2 separate regions of the Ovis aries genome follow, and region 2 is linked to region 1. The links are chromatin contacts, called in public Hi-C maps. All regions are on one chromosome and are shown on one strand. Each heading gives the region's core, a stretch centred on a gene start, on an enhancer-like site or on the middle of the called end of the contact. The rest is flanking DNA. Distances are from core to core; before and after follow the strand shown. Region 1 holds the start of CXCL12 (C-X-C motif chemokine ligand 12). Region 2 has its middle 14 kb from the start of ZNF32.

Region 1 (7,016 bases), core at 1,510-4,009:
CAGAGAGCCACAGGGAGGCTCTAGACCCACCAGGGGTCCAGAGCCCATAGCCTTGGAGATATATCTGTCTGTTAACTCAGCAGCCAGACCCCTGGCTCCTTCTAACCTTGAACTCCTCTTGACTGGGGTGTCCTTGAGGAGCTGAGTTCTGAGTGCTGAGTGTGCGTGAGGTCTCACAGGGAAGGCGGCATTGCTTTGGGCCTTGATAGGAAACCGAGTTTCCCGGCAGAGAAAGAAGGTGGAGCCTTTTATGCAGAGATGGTGTCATAAGCAAAGGACAGAGAAAGGGTGGTGTGCCCTGCTGCCTTGACTTTGGGAGGCTTCCCTGGGACAAAGCACAGAGCCCAGGTTAAAAGGGCAGACAGTCTGACGTCCCTGGTCCCCAGAGTGTTGACTTGCACAGAGGTTTAAATTTAAATAGCTTGCCAGCTTATAAACTGGACGTTTTACAGACCCTTGGCTTCCCTACTTAAAAGTCCAATCACTCCCCTTCCTTCTGGTTCACTCTTTCCCTTGATGATTTTCTATAGATGATGCGCGCAGTTACTTACCTGAAGCGCCCATTTTCTTCCCCCCACCTCCCAGGATGTAAGCTCCAGGAGGGCAGGGGTTTGGGTTGTTTCGTTTGTTTGTACTTGCTTTACTAACATATTTCAAGCACTTATTCATGTCTGGAACATAACAGGTGCTCAGGAAGAACTGTAATGAATCTAGAGGAAGTGAAGGGTCAGTGATGTCTGTCCACACTGATGCCTGTTCTGGGATAGCGGGAAGCGGCCAAGCAGAAGGCCCTAGTTTCCCACCAGTCCCCGCGGATCCCTCCCAGTGACTCCCTTAAACTCTGGGAGCAGCTATCGATTTTGTGACAAAAAGGAAACAAGCAAGAGGCTTTTACATTGGCTTTGGCCAGTGTTGCAGGTAAAACTCTACCCGCGCATCTCTCGCCGGGCTCTAGGTCCCATGATGGGCCCCTAGGCCCCCGCCGTCCGATTAAGACTGAGCCTTGTAGCTTCAGCAGTCTGCTCAGGGATCTGGCGCCGGGTCCACTCGGGCACCAGGGGCGTGGGGCAGGGGTAGAGGGGAAACGAGAGTCATCGTCACCAGAGGGCGCCCAAGCCCGGCCGCTGCGCTCTGGCTTGTCCGCAGTCGGCTGGGCTCGGGAACTTGGAGATGATCCGCTCCAGCTTTCCCGAGAGGAGGCGATGGCCGGCCGGGGGTTGCCCGAGGACGGTATTATCCGTTGGACTGGTAATTCTTTAAGGGCAGAGACCAAAATCAGTGAGAGTCCTGGCTCAACGCCCAGTACCCAGAAGTGAGCTCGTCCGGGAGCGAGCGAGTGAATGAATGAACACGGATTCACGGGGCAGCAAACAGGGCGCGACAGTAGTTAGGAAAAAACAGAACAAAAGACACCCATCCCCACGACGGGACTCCTGGAGCTCTCGCTGTTTCTTGCTGATTTCTCCTTCCCTTGGCCCCCAGTCCGAGCAATTGAGCCCAGGGCCGGCAGGCCCCGCCCACTCCCCCAAGGCCCGAGATTCGGGGCTCCAGAGACTTGTCCCCACCGAGCAAGCGCCCCTTGGATGGACGCCGGGACAGAGTCCACTCCGCTGTCAGGTTACAAGGGAAAGAGCAGACGGAGCTGGCCGGGGAGGCGTGTGATCACTAGAGAGGATCAAAAGGGCGCTTTTCTCACCCCCGCGCCTTGCAGACCGCCTGCTTGGACCCCTGTCCACTTCGGGACCTTCTCATGTGTCCACGCTGGGGCGCAGCAGCCTGCTGCGGGGCTGGACACCGCCGAGGGACGACCCTATTGGTATAGTCTCTAAACCAGAAAGAACCACCCCAGGAGCACCGTCCTGGATGTGGGGAGGAGAGGAGAGTTCTCTCATCGTTTCAGGTGGTAAGAACATCCGACGGGAAGAGGGAGAAAATACAGAAGTGCGAACAGTTATTTCTGGATTACATTTCTTGAGTGCTGACTATGTGTCAGGCTGAATGCTGAGCACTGCGCGGTGGTCTCAAGTCAATTCCCACAGTTCCCCTTCGCAGGGTGGAAACTAACCCATTTCTCAGTTGAAGAGCAGGTGCAAAGGGCTGAATAAATGCATGGTTACTAAAAGCCTCTGGGGCGAACTGGCATTGCTTCCTTTTGACACAGTATTCTATTTTAAAGCTTCAACTTCATGCTTTAGGAAACTGAGACTCGGCTAAGACATAAGCGATAGCTTCGGCTTGGAATAAGAGAAGCTCTGATGCAAAGACCAGTTTGGTTCCCTTGGTTCCAGTTTACCCGGCCGCAGTGCAGCAAGCCGAGGCCGGTGGTCACTTCCAGGTCCTACACTCCCCAGATAGGACGCTATTAGCCTACTCAGGCCGCCACTGGCCTAGCTGGCCCTTCCCTCTAGGGCCGAGCTGTTTGTTTTCCCTCGGCTCTCACTCAGTTCCAGCCTCTGGGACTCAATCTCTCCATCTGCATACTGGGAACAGTTACCAGCCCTGTCTCCAACCCTCCCTGGGCACTGGCTTCCTCTGTGCAGGTCAGATTTCCAAAGCAGGACCCAGCGCAACCGAGAGGTCAAAAACTGGAGCTCTCCGCAGTCCCGGGAGCATCCAGCGCTGGGGCAGGGGTGGGAAGGGAGGGGACAGGGGGAGCGGCCGGCTGGGAGGGGACTCCGGTCCAAGCCCCCTGCCGCCGCCGGGACTCAGCTCCAGGCCCGCCCCTCGCCGCGCGCCCGCCCCGCCCCGCTCTCGCCTCTAAAGCGCCGGGCGCGCGCCTCCCGCTGCCGCACTTTCACTCTCCGCCGCCGCCTCCCCGCCGCGTCCGGCCTCCGTCCGTCCGCCGCCGGCCAGTGCCATGGATGCCAAGGTCTGCGTCGTGCTGGCCCTCGTGCTGACTGCGCTGTGCCTCAGCGACGGTGAGTGCGCCCCGCCACCGAGGCGTGGGCAGGCGCCGGGCTCCGGGCTCGGGGAGGGGCCCCGGCTCTGACGCCCCGGCCCGAGCTGTCCCGAGCGAGCCCAGCCCGCGCCGCTGTGCACCCCGGAGGTTGAGGCAGCCCACCTCGCAGGGCGCACTCCCTCGGCGTACGGCGTTCGAAGTCCCCCCGTTCCCCAAGCGCCCCCCGCTCCGAGGCTTTGCTCCCCGCGACAGGGCTGGGTTCCGGGACCCGGGAGCAGCCGCCCGACCTCGGGCGGGCTGCACAGCGAGTTCGCGCAGGATAGTTGGGTGCGAGCGCGCCCTGGGCGCTGTCGGAGTCGGCGAGCAAGGGCGCAGAGGTGTGGAGCTGAACCGGGAGCCGCGGGTCCCTGGCCCTTGACCACCCACCTCCCAGATTAGCGCCTTCCCGAGCGCAGCTGAGTTTCCGGAGGCGAATGGGCTCCGAGGCCCCGCATCGCATCGCACTGGACATGCGATCTGCGGGTCGTGTTGGAGAGAGCGCTTTGCCAAGCGCTGTCTGGCACCGCGACTTGTTTGTGGTGGCGATGCGATCCTGTAAGCTGCGAGGTGTCCCATTCACGCGAGGCCTACCCTCTTTCTGCACCCACCTAAGTGGGGCTCCGCGGGCGTCTCGTTCCGAGCAGCTGTCGAGTTTGAGCCAAACGCCTGGCTGCGCTTCCATACCCGTAGTGCGGTCCGCAGACACGCGGCGAAGCTGGACGCGCACCCAGCCAGTGCCTTCCCTGCTTCTTCCTGGGGTTACCCAAGAGAGACCCAGGCGCCATTCGGGTCATGCATGCTCCTACCCAGTCCCCTAAGCACACCTGCAGACAGGCGGCTTTGTCACCAGCCGGCTGAGCTCTCTACCTCGAAGCGAGCTGAGCGCTGCTGCAAAATTCAATCGCCAGCGCCTTAGGCCACGGGGAAAGGTGGTGTCCCATTTCACTGTGAGAGGGAGAGAGCGTTTTTTCCCTTTTGAGGCTTAAGAGAAAACTCACTGTCCTGTTACAGGACACCACTGCTGCAAACCAAAATAAACCATTGCCTCTGAACACACAAAACAAAACCAAGTCAGCCCGGTCAGGCCCTGCTGGGAGTTCTTGGCTGTGAAGTTTCTAACCAGTCCTGCAGAGAGGGTTGAAGAACACTGAGATCTCCCTGCAGCTGAGGTCAGTCTGGGGGCTCAGACCCTGGAGCAGTCAGTTGGGTTCCCACAGAAGACCACAGGCTGCCTTCTCCATTGCTGGTGACTGACTACCTGGGAAGTGTTCCTTAAAAGTGTAGCAAGTTGCTGGTTAAAGCTACAGTGGGACTGTTCCCAAAGGGAAGTTAGATTGGTTTTTTTTGTTTGTTTTTTTTTTCTGTAAGGTGAAAAAGTAACCTAGCCTTTTCTTTACACAGTCCTGGCCCCAGGTCATGGGGAACGCTCTGGTTTGAGGGTGTTAACAATTGAGTGGTTTGGCGAAAGTGGAGGTGTAACCATCCAGCTGCTGGAGGAGGAAATGGTGCTTCCTCGCTGCCACCTCCCCTAGGGAACTGCAGAAATGACTGGAATGCAGGGACCCAGGTCTTGGAGTTCTGGGCTCAGCTGACCCTGGGGAACACGGAAGGAGTGGAGGCCTCGTTCACAGGCTCCTTCTAGCTCTGGGAGGTGTCGGTTGCTTGTCCACCTGAGTTGCCCTCTTGACAGCTGAGTGGCCAGGTCAGCATGGCCATGCGCTCCTTGCATGCCCAGGTCGGGAGGCACTCGGTGCCGCCGAGAGGCCGGGTGCTCACGCTGAGTCCCCATGTTTAGGCTCCGACTCTGGCTCCTACCCTCGTTCCATCGGCTGACCTCAGCCACAAAGCTGGGTCCCTGGATGCCCTGGGCTTCTAGGGGTTAAAGCCAGGCTGGGCCCCATTCCCAGGCCTGGTTGGAGGGGCTGACTCGGGGGCTCCTGTCTCTGCATTAGTGTGGAAGGATTGCTGCGGAGCAGAACCCAGTTCACCAGATGCCAGCTTCACCAGAAGCCAAGTTCACCCTACTCCTGCCTGGGTAACATCTGAGGCAGTCAGGCCTCTTGCCTGTACATATGCAAAACAGTTGGAAAAGTTAGTAATGTTGGTAAAAAGCTGGCAGGAAGGTCGCCAGGTGGACACAGCACCTAGCTCTCTTGGTGAGAAGGCTTGGGGCTCTGTCACTTTAAAAAACCCGTTGAAAGTCTCCACTTGATAGGCAGGCGACTGGGTCCTGGGAGCAAGAATGAAAAATTGCCTTTGAAGGAAATGGATAATCCCAGGGGGGTGGAGAGGGGAGAGGAGAAAAGAGAAAGCTTGTGTTTTGAGCTCAGAATGGGCTCTGATTTCTGGCCTGATCTCACTGCTTGGTTAATGGAGTCCAAGCCGTGTCTGGGGGACAGGGGCGAGGAGCAGCCCGCACCGTCCACAGCATCGCCCCGGCAGCCGTCACGCTGTGCACCTTCCAGCTTGATGCTCTGGGACTGGGATCAGTCCTGCCTCACCACTGGGACCCACGGCCTGGTTCTGCTCAGCTGGGACCTGGTCACAGGACACTCAGTGGGGGGACTTTGACTCATCCTTTATTCAGGCAGCCCAGCCCCCAGCTCCGGGCCACTTTCCCAGATGCTCTGGTTACAGAAGACTTGTGCAGGGACCTGGTGCCCTTGCTAAAAGCCCGGCCCTAGCAGTGCCTTTCTGGAGTCAGCCCAGGTGTGAACCTGAAGGCTGCTCCGGGCTCCCAAGGGCCACAGTCACTGAGCGCCTGGAAACCAGGCTTTTTGGGAGGGCCAGGTGGTCTGCTTACCCCTTGACTTGGTGGCCATGGCCTCTCTCAACTAAATTCAGCCTTTAGAAGAAAAAAAAACCAAAAAGTCCCTTGCTCATAAGCTTCCCCAGCTCTCTTGCCCCAAAGCATGGAACTTCAGAACCACCAGGAGGCTTCTGGGAGCTCTGTAAACAGGCAAACTTTAAAAAAAAATCTCTGGACTAAATATTCTCAGACATACATTTAATCCCTGATGAAAGGATCCACAAGTTCAAATAATCTGGGGTATTAAGTGGGGCTTGGGTGAAATCTGCAGAGAATGTGCATGCAGACACACACACACAAATCCTAGGATCCACTCCCCCCAGCCCTACCCGCCACCCACACCCACGCCACCCCCCACCCCTGCCCCCGGGCTGGCAGTTCTAGACTTACAGGGTGAGCTGTGGGTTCTGCAGGAGCCCTTTGCTGATTTACACTAATGAGTGTCAATTATGGCATTTTGCAAATTGGCGGATTGGCAAACAAAGATGGAATCCAACCCAGGAGGCTGGAGCATCCTTGTGCTGCAGCCCTGGGAGTGCGGGGGAGAAGGTGGGCCCTTGCCTGCCCTCTGGGGATTCCCAGGGAGGAAGCCAGTTGGGAACTCTTTTGTGGTTTGCCTGAGCTTAAGGTAAAAGTGAGGAGAGAGGACTGCAGGTGGGGGAGGGCAGCATTCCCAGGGACGCTGCAGTAGCTTCTCGGGGAGGAGGAGGGAGCAAGCCTAGAGCTCCTTCTTCCCTCTTGCTTTTCCTTGAATGGGGAAGTCTTTCTCAGTAGGCCCTGGAGGAGTTGATTTTGCAAAGAATCACTGGGAACCTCAGTGCCTTGGACTGAAGCAGTCCTCTCCTGTAATGCATGCCCTTTATCTTGAGATGCAGGAGCAGGAGGCTTCTCATGTTAGCTTCCCTACCCTCCTAGGGTCTGGCTTCCTCAGGTCCTTCTGGGTTCTTGCCTTGTTGAAGCTGAGCCCAAGCCCACTCAGAGCTCCCTGTGTGGCCCAAGGTGAAGGTCTCTGCCACGGGCACCCGTGACTCCTCCCATCGCTTCCCAGCAAACCACCACCTGATCCCGCGGCTGTAGACTCAGTCACCCTCGTATCCCCAAGGCCCAGCAGGGAAATAACAAGCTGCCTTGTTCTCATTGCCCTTTTCAGCCAAACCGGTCAGCCTGAGCTACAGATGCCCTTGCCGATTCTTTGAGAGCCATGTCGCCAAAGCCAACGTCAAGCACCTCAAGATCCTCAACACTCCAAACTGTGCCCTCCAGATCGTG
Region 2 (6,653 bases), core at 1,863-4,362, 620 kb after region 1:
CTCAGGGAGCTGAGAGCAATTGCAGATTTTGAACGTAAGAGGTCCTTGAGTGCTCTGACATTTTAAAAGGATCATTCCAGTTGCTCCATTGAGAGGAGGCTATAATACAGCAAGGGTGAAGGAGGGGAATCTATTTAGAAGCTCTTAGAATAATCCTTAGGAATGAAGTAGCAGTGTCTTGTACTAAGTGGCAGCAGAGGAGGAAGTAAGTGGTTGGATTTAGAACTTCCGTTTTACATTTTTTTATTGTGGTAAAATACATATAAAATTTACCATCTTAACCTTTTAAGTGTACAGTTCAGTGGCATAAAAACATTCATATTATTGTGCAACCATCACTATCATCTATTCCCAAACTCTTTTTATGTTGCAAAACAGAAATTTGGATATCTTTTGAAAGTGAAGACAACCAGGCTTCATGACAGATGGTGCATCTTTGATCCTATAAGCATATCTATTTCGAACAGAATGTGGCCCAGGAAGTCAACTGCTGGGTTGCGGAAATTACTTTCACTGAATTGGTCTGTTGAAGATGTTTCTATAGAGAACCCAAGGGCTTCAAGTTTAGGTTTTCAGAGTATGGCTACCTCTTGTGTACATCCAACTCCACCTGATTACCCAGAAGGTCATGGAGGCTCTCCCTTACACTTTGTTAGAAATCACCTGAGAGTTCATGTAGGGTTAAGACACAGTGGCGCTAGAGGTAAAGAACCCGCCTGCCAATGCAGGAGACATCCCTGGGTCGAGAAGACCCCCTGGAGAAGGAAATGGCAATCTGCTCCAGTATTCTTGCCTGGAAAATTCCATGGTCAGAGGAGCCTGGCGGTCTACTGTCCACGGGGCCACAAATAGTCAAAGGTGACTGAAGCAACTTAGCATGCACAAGACACCAGCAGATGCTCAAATCTGTCACCAAAGGAGTTGGAAAGGCTGGCTGTCTTCTGCTGGGTCCAGGAGTCATGGCTGGTGTATGGCCAGACAGGGATACTGAAACAAAAACCCATCTTTGCAACTAGGGCTATAGCAACTGCAGGCAGGCCTCGGGCTGAGGAGAAATCACTTTCCCCAAAAACATTGCTCCCTCTGGATTGGGTATTTATGGCCTGGAATAGGACCCATAACCTCCAACTCCCAAGGTTCTCCAGAACCCACCATGCATCAGCAGCCTCTGGGTCTCCTGCCCTATTCTGGCCCTGGCTCACTGTCTGCTTAGGTATGCACACCCAAAAATACAGTGATAACTTGGAGCCAATGCAAGTCCCATAGGACTAATCCAGGGGTTGGCAACACTTTTCTGTAAAGGGCCAGAGAGAAATAGTTGAGGTTCTGTGGCATCTGTCGCGACTCCTCAGCGCTGCTGTTGTGGGTCAGAAGCAGCTAGAGTCCATATGTAAACAAATGAGCATGGCTGTGTGCCAACAAAGCTTCATTCATGGATGCTAAAATTTGAATTTATATAGCTTTCTCGTGTCTCAAAATATCATTTTCTTTTTATTTTTCTTCCAACCATTAAAAAATATAAAAACCATCCTTGTCTTTCTGGCCAAACAAAAACAAACAGTGGCAGGACTGGCTCATCAGCCGTAGTTTGAGAAACTCTGGACTAAATCATGTGTCTTGAAGAGCCTTTGTGGCCACCAAGACAATCCTGAGGACCAGACCTCACTGCCCTGGCCCCATCTGGCTGTGGTGGAAGGGAGGCCCTGGCACCCTGCTCCCTCAGCTGGGCACCAAGGTGCAGGTCTTGCTCATGGTGGCCATCTTTCTGCTATGGCACCAGCTCAGATGTAACAAGGGTACATCCAGTAATAATTCAGAGATGCCGCACAAATGAGAACAAGGCGCCTGCTCTTCACGACACTTTCCTGCCATCTGCTGGAAACTCATTATAGTAATAAACAGACCCACCCAGATCATGAATTAGAACAGCAGTCATTTCAAGTTTTGCGATGCTCATTTGCTCAATTTAAGCAGTGGCCCTGCGATTGGGAAATACAGAAGGGGAAGCAACTAACTCACAGGAGTCCCAGAAGATGTCACACAGATGGCAAAAAGATCTCTGTTCCACAGCTCCCTTTCCTTTCTGGAAAGGAAGAAAGGAAAGAAGAGACCTCATTGCTGTTCTCGTTCAGTGTCTGAAGGATTCACCTGCGATGAAGGTCTTCTACAGAAGGTCCTTCTCAGGTAAATGGGAATCCTATCAACTTGCCTCCAGAGACCCTGGAGAGACAGAGAGAGGAAGAGCCATCAGCCTCGACTGATGCCAACTCGAGCATATTGCATGACAGTCCTTCTAAGCCACAGCCAGTCCACACAGCACTGAGGTTCTATTAATTCTGAAAAGACTTGGTGCAGAGAGCCAGAAGAACTTGAAGCTTACCTTTTTCACTGACCTTGGGCCAACACTCAGCCTCCTCCTGCCTTGGTTTTTCTGTTCCTTTTTTGTTCCGCAGCAACAAGATGTGGCTGTGCCATAGAAGCTATGTGACAGTGCGATGGCCACCTTTTGCACAGCATCACTATTAGGATGTGCGACCCCCTGACCCAAAGGCTGGAGTGAGAGCAGGAGGTGAGAGGAAAAGAGCTGGCTCTGCTCGTGTAAAGTGTAATAGGAAAAGCACGAAACACTAGAAGGTAGTTGCTAACACGGCTCCAGGCTTTCAGGACTTAGCAACAAATCCCAGGTGTCGAAATGAAAAGGGAAAAGGGTCAGATAATGAGATATTTTCAAAGACTATAGGGTCCACCATTCCAAATTTAAAACCAAAACCTTTGCCATTTACTCTAGGGGAGCAGGGAAAGAAGACACAGGGGGCAATTTATTTCTCCTGCCCCCAAGTCTCTGGACATCTGCAGCACTCCCAGGCAGGTTGTGAGCCAGGTCAAAGTTCCCACAGCAACACAGGTGTGGGCACAGTGAAGGCTTGGGAAGCCTAAGGTGCATGTCAGCTGGAATTCACAGGACCTGGGATGCAGAGAGCCCCTTGTCAGGCCAGGGGTAGGGGTCAAGCAGAAACTGCAAACACAGACCCAGATCTGGTTACTCAACTGTCCAAGGAAGAGCCAGCAGATTCCAGTGTTATGACAGCTGCACAGGGCAGCTCAGCACCAGCACTCAGTGCAGAGACAATGGGTCCTTTGTGGGCAGAGGCCGGTGTGGGGGATGTAGCGTGAGCACTCTCCAGGGCCTCAGGAGGGAAATGCTGCGTGCGGAGGGCTGAGTGTTGTGGCTCACCCAAGCCCATGTCCACCATGAGTGTCAAGGCCCTTGATCAGCTTTAACAGCTAGTTTTCATCTCCTCATCTCCTGACTAAACTTCCATGTTGAAGCTTCTATCTAGGAATATGAGGTTTCTCTGGGAAGACATGTTGTGAAGACCGCCTTATTTGCGCACAGGGCATTCCGCAGAACACCTGTGGCTCAGAAAGCACAGGCCAGTGTTCAATCCATTCTGATCCACACAGGAAGGGAGGAGCCCCCACCTGCTCACCCATCAGCACTTCCCTCGCAGCCGCCCCCAGGCTACCACGTGTGCAGCGGTGGCCAGGCCTGTTCCTCCCAGCTGTAGTCAACCCAAGGGCGAGGCGAGGGCGCTTCACATATAAAACACCTGCAAGTTTCAACCCTGAAATGGCTGAGCCATCACTAAGTAGGCATAAAATGGAAAGAAATTAGATTGGAATCATGGAAAATACTTACATTTCTTTCATGCCCAAGTCTAACTGGGAGCTGTGGACCACTACAAAGGCATTTCCCCCTGATCTGCGAGTCTGTTTAATCAGCACCCTCAAGCGGCGGCATCAGGAGGAATCCACCTCCCCAGCCGTCTCCCCCAGGCCGGACCCCACCCGCGCTCTGGATGTCACATCCACGTGAGGAAGTCCAAAGAAAGGTGAGCAAGCAAGTCCCGCTGGATCCGCTTGATCCTAACACATGCTGTTGCTTTTTAAAAGAATTCCTTCGGGATGGAATGATTCTGCTTGGAAAGTCAATAAACTTCAGTTCATAAAGACAGACAGTGCGTTCCAAACCTTTTCAGTGATTCTGCAGTGTAAAGCCCAGTGCAGTCAGGAAGTTCAGTTCAGTTCAGTTCAGCTCAGTCGCTCAGTCGTGTCCGACTCTTTGTGACCCCATGAACTGCATCACACCAGGCCTCCCTGTCCATCACCAACGCTCAGAGTTCACCCAAACCCATGTCCGTCGAGTTGGTGATGCCATCCAGCCATCTCATCCTCTGTCTTTCTCTTCTCCTCCTGCCCCCAATCCCTCCCAGCATCAGGGTCTTTTCCAATGAGTCAACTCTTCCCATTAGGTGGCCAAAGTACTGGAGTTTCAGCTTCAGTTCTTCCAATGAACACCCAGGACTGATCTCCTTTAGGATGGACTGGTTGGATCTCCTTGCAGTCCAAGGGAGTCGCAAGAGTCTTCTCCAACACCACAGCTCAAAAGCATCCATTCTTCGGCGTTCAGCTTTCTTCACAGTCCAACTCTCAAATCCATACATGACCACAGGAAAAACATAGCCTTGACTAGATGGGCCTTAGTCGGCAAAGTAATGTCTCTGCTTTTGAATATGCTATCTAGGTTGGTCATAACTTTTCTTCCAAGGAGTAAGTCTCTTTTAATTTCATGGCTGCAGTCACCATCTGCAGTGATTTTGGAGCCCAAAATAATAAAGTCTGACGCAGTCAGGAAAGAGCTTCCTAAACGTGCCTGCCCTGCCCCCTGCTGGAAGCTTCCAGGAAAGACGCGTCGCGGTCCACAGCGGGCCCTTTTGCAGTCGTCAGGGCGCCCGGCGAGCAGAGGGCTCAGAGCCTGCCCGGCGTCCGCGCTTCCACTCCTAACGTATCTGTCTTTATAAAACACTTGCTAAGCGGTCTTCTAAGTAACATCGTTCTTAATTCTTGGAAATCACTGTGTGACAGACGCTCACATGGGCTCAGCGAGCTCTTCTGGGACCCTCCACAGTGCCTACGGACTACAAGATGTCCAGAGGGCACACCAACTTGCCAACTGTGGGCACCAAATCTGAACCAAGAGGCTGCTCAAGGAGGTGATTTGTGTCTCTGTGTGGCAACACGTGCTCTGCTGCTTCTGGGGTCTGCTGTGGCTACCCCTTTTCCATCCACTGCCATATAAGCTGAAGAGACTTCCAGGCAGGGAAGGGCTCCAAGGTGACTTCTGGCCACAGGGAGTCTCTGAGATCAACTTACTGGGCGGATCCAAAATCTCTAAGTGGGCAGGAGTACCTCTAAGGGACCTCCAGAAGGGAGGGGCAGCAACCGAAGCTGCCGCAACCAGAGAGGAGTGTAAAATTATCCTAATTGGGAAGGGGGGGGGGGGGGGGGGAGTAGGCTTTAGAATACCACCCATTAAATTGCAAATATGAAGCATCTTAAATGTTCAACAGTGGTTATGTTATCATTAATAATATCCATTTGATTGGATGGACAATTTTTATTTACCACTATGACCACATTGTGCCTTTAATAGAAATGTTCATGATGCTTTTCTCTGTTTGACAGAATTAGTAACAAATTTTTCTTCTTTTTTTCAGTATTCTTCTATTGTTGCATTGTTCTTATCTCCAAAACATCTTTTCCTGAAAAAAGAAAGAACATTTGGGAACAAGAGAGGCTGTACGAAAGAACAAGTCTGCCAAGAAGACAAGCAGGTTAGAGTGCTTGACCTTCCGTCTGCTTCCAGAAGAAGTGCCAGGTGGCCCCACACGAGCTCCTGTGGCCGCAGTGGTTCAGAAGAGCTGGGGGCGCAGACCCGCTGTGTTCACTTCCTCAAAACAGAACGGGATTCCCTACATGAAAAGAGGACAGCAAATGCCTGCGGAGTGGCAGAGGGAGCTGGAAGGGGATATGCGAGAAACAGGGTGTCCGGTGGTCAGAGGTATGAGCCTGGGGCTGCACCGCAGAGGCTTTGCGGCTCCGCTTCCTGCCTTGGGGGTTGTGGCATGCTCATCACCGTGGCTCCCCTGATTTAAGCCGCTTCCTCAGGAGGGTAATTACCTGCCTCTTAAAGCTGAGAAGAGGCAGCCCAAGTCACCACCCACAGAGGGGCTTCTCCGATGGTTAGGTGGTTGAGAGTCCCAGCTCCCAGTGGGGGGTGCCAAGGTTCGATCCCAGGTCAGGGAACTGGATCCCACAGGCCGCCGCTAGAAGATCCTGCATGCCGCAACTAGACCCAGCACAACCAAATAAATACATGAATATCACACCGCCCATCGAGCACTTGGGAGACGGTCCACTCTCAGCGCAGGCTCCGAGGAAGCGTTCGGTGACTGTGTTTAGCTGCAGGCACCTCTGAGGACCTTTGGAACAAGCTGGGGTGTGCCGTTAAAGACCTGCATTAGGCTCTGCTGCACCCTTTAGAGGCATCACAGAAGCTGTGGCTTGCCTTTGCCTTCACGAATTCCGTGATGACAAATATGTACACAGTGGTAATGAAATTTTTCTTACTCTCTGTATTATTGCAGCTAAATATACATGAGAAAACTAACCATTTTTAAACAGACAGCTCAGTGGCATGGAATCAACACTCACACTGCTGTGAAACCAACAGCACTGCCCATCTCCAGAACCTCTGCACCATCCCAAACCAAACTCTGCTCCCATTACACCAGAACTTCCCATTTTTCCCT

What was found. A called contact is a pair of places that touch in the nucleus more often than the background predicts.
Region 2: a Hi-C map of hypothalamus shows a contact between it and region 1, with 8 times the contacts expected there. The contact joins the enhancer-like site here to the promoter of CXCL12 in region 1. A contact is called at or near these places in 10 of 16 Hi-C or Micro-C datasets (hypothalamus, liver, mesenteric adipose tissue and 6 more).

What each region holds. Positions count from the first base shown.
Region 1 is chr25:43,889,670-43,896,685 of ARS-UI_Ramb_v3.0, forward strand. CXCL12 (C-X-C motif chemokine ligand 12) reads left to right here and starts at 2,760. Exons shown (of 4, transcript XM_027962332.2): 1 at 2,760-2,918; 2 at 6,898-7,015. The coding sequence starts at 2,858. It overlaps LOC132658636 (a long non-coding RNA gene), which reads right to left and starts at 2,714. Exons shown (of 2, transcript XR_009598522.1): 1 at 552-2,714.
Region 2 is chr25:44,513,574-44,520,226 of ARS-UI_Ramb_v3.0, forward strand. No RefSeq gene overlaps it. Among named protein-coding and RNA genes, the nearest start is that of ZNF32, 14 kb to the right of the region's middle. Within about 2 kb of position 3,113, at least 8 of the 54 cell types and tissues checked have an H3K27ac peak or open chromatin away from gene starts, as enhancers often do. A contact at or near this core is called in hypothalamus, where this site is marked.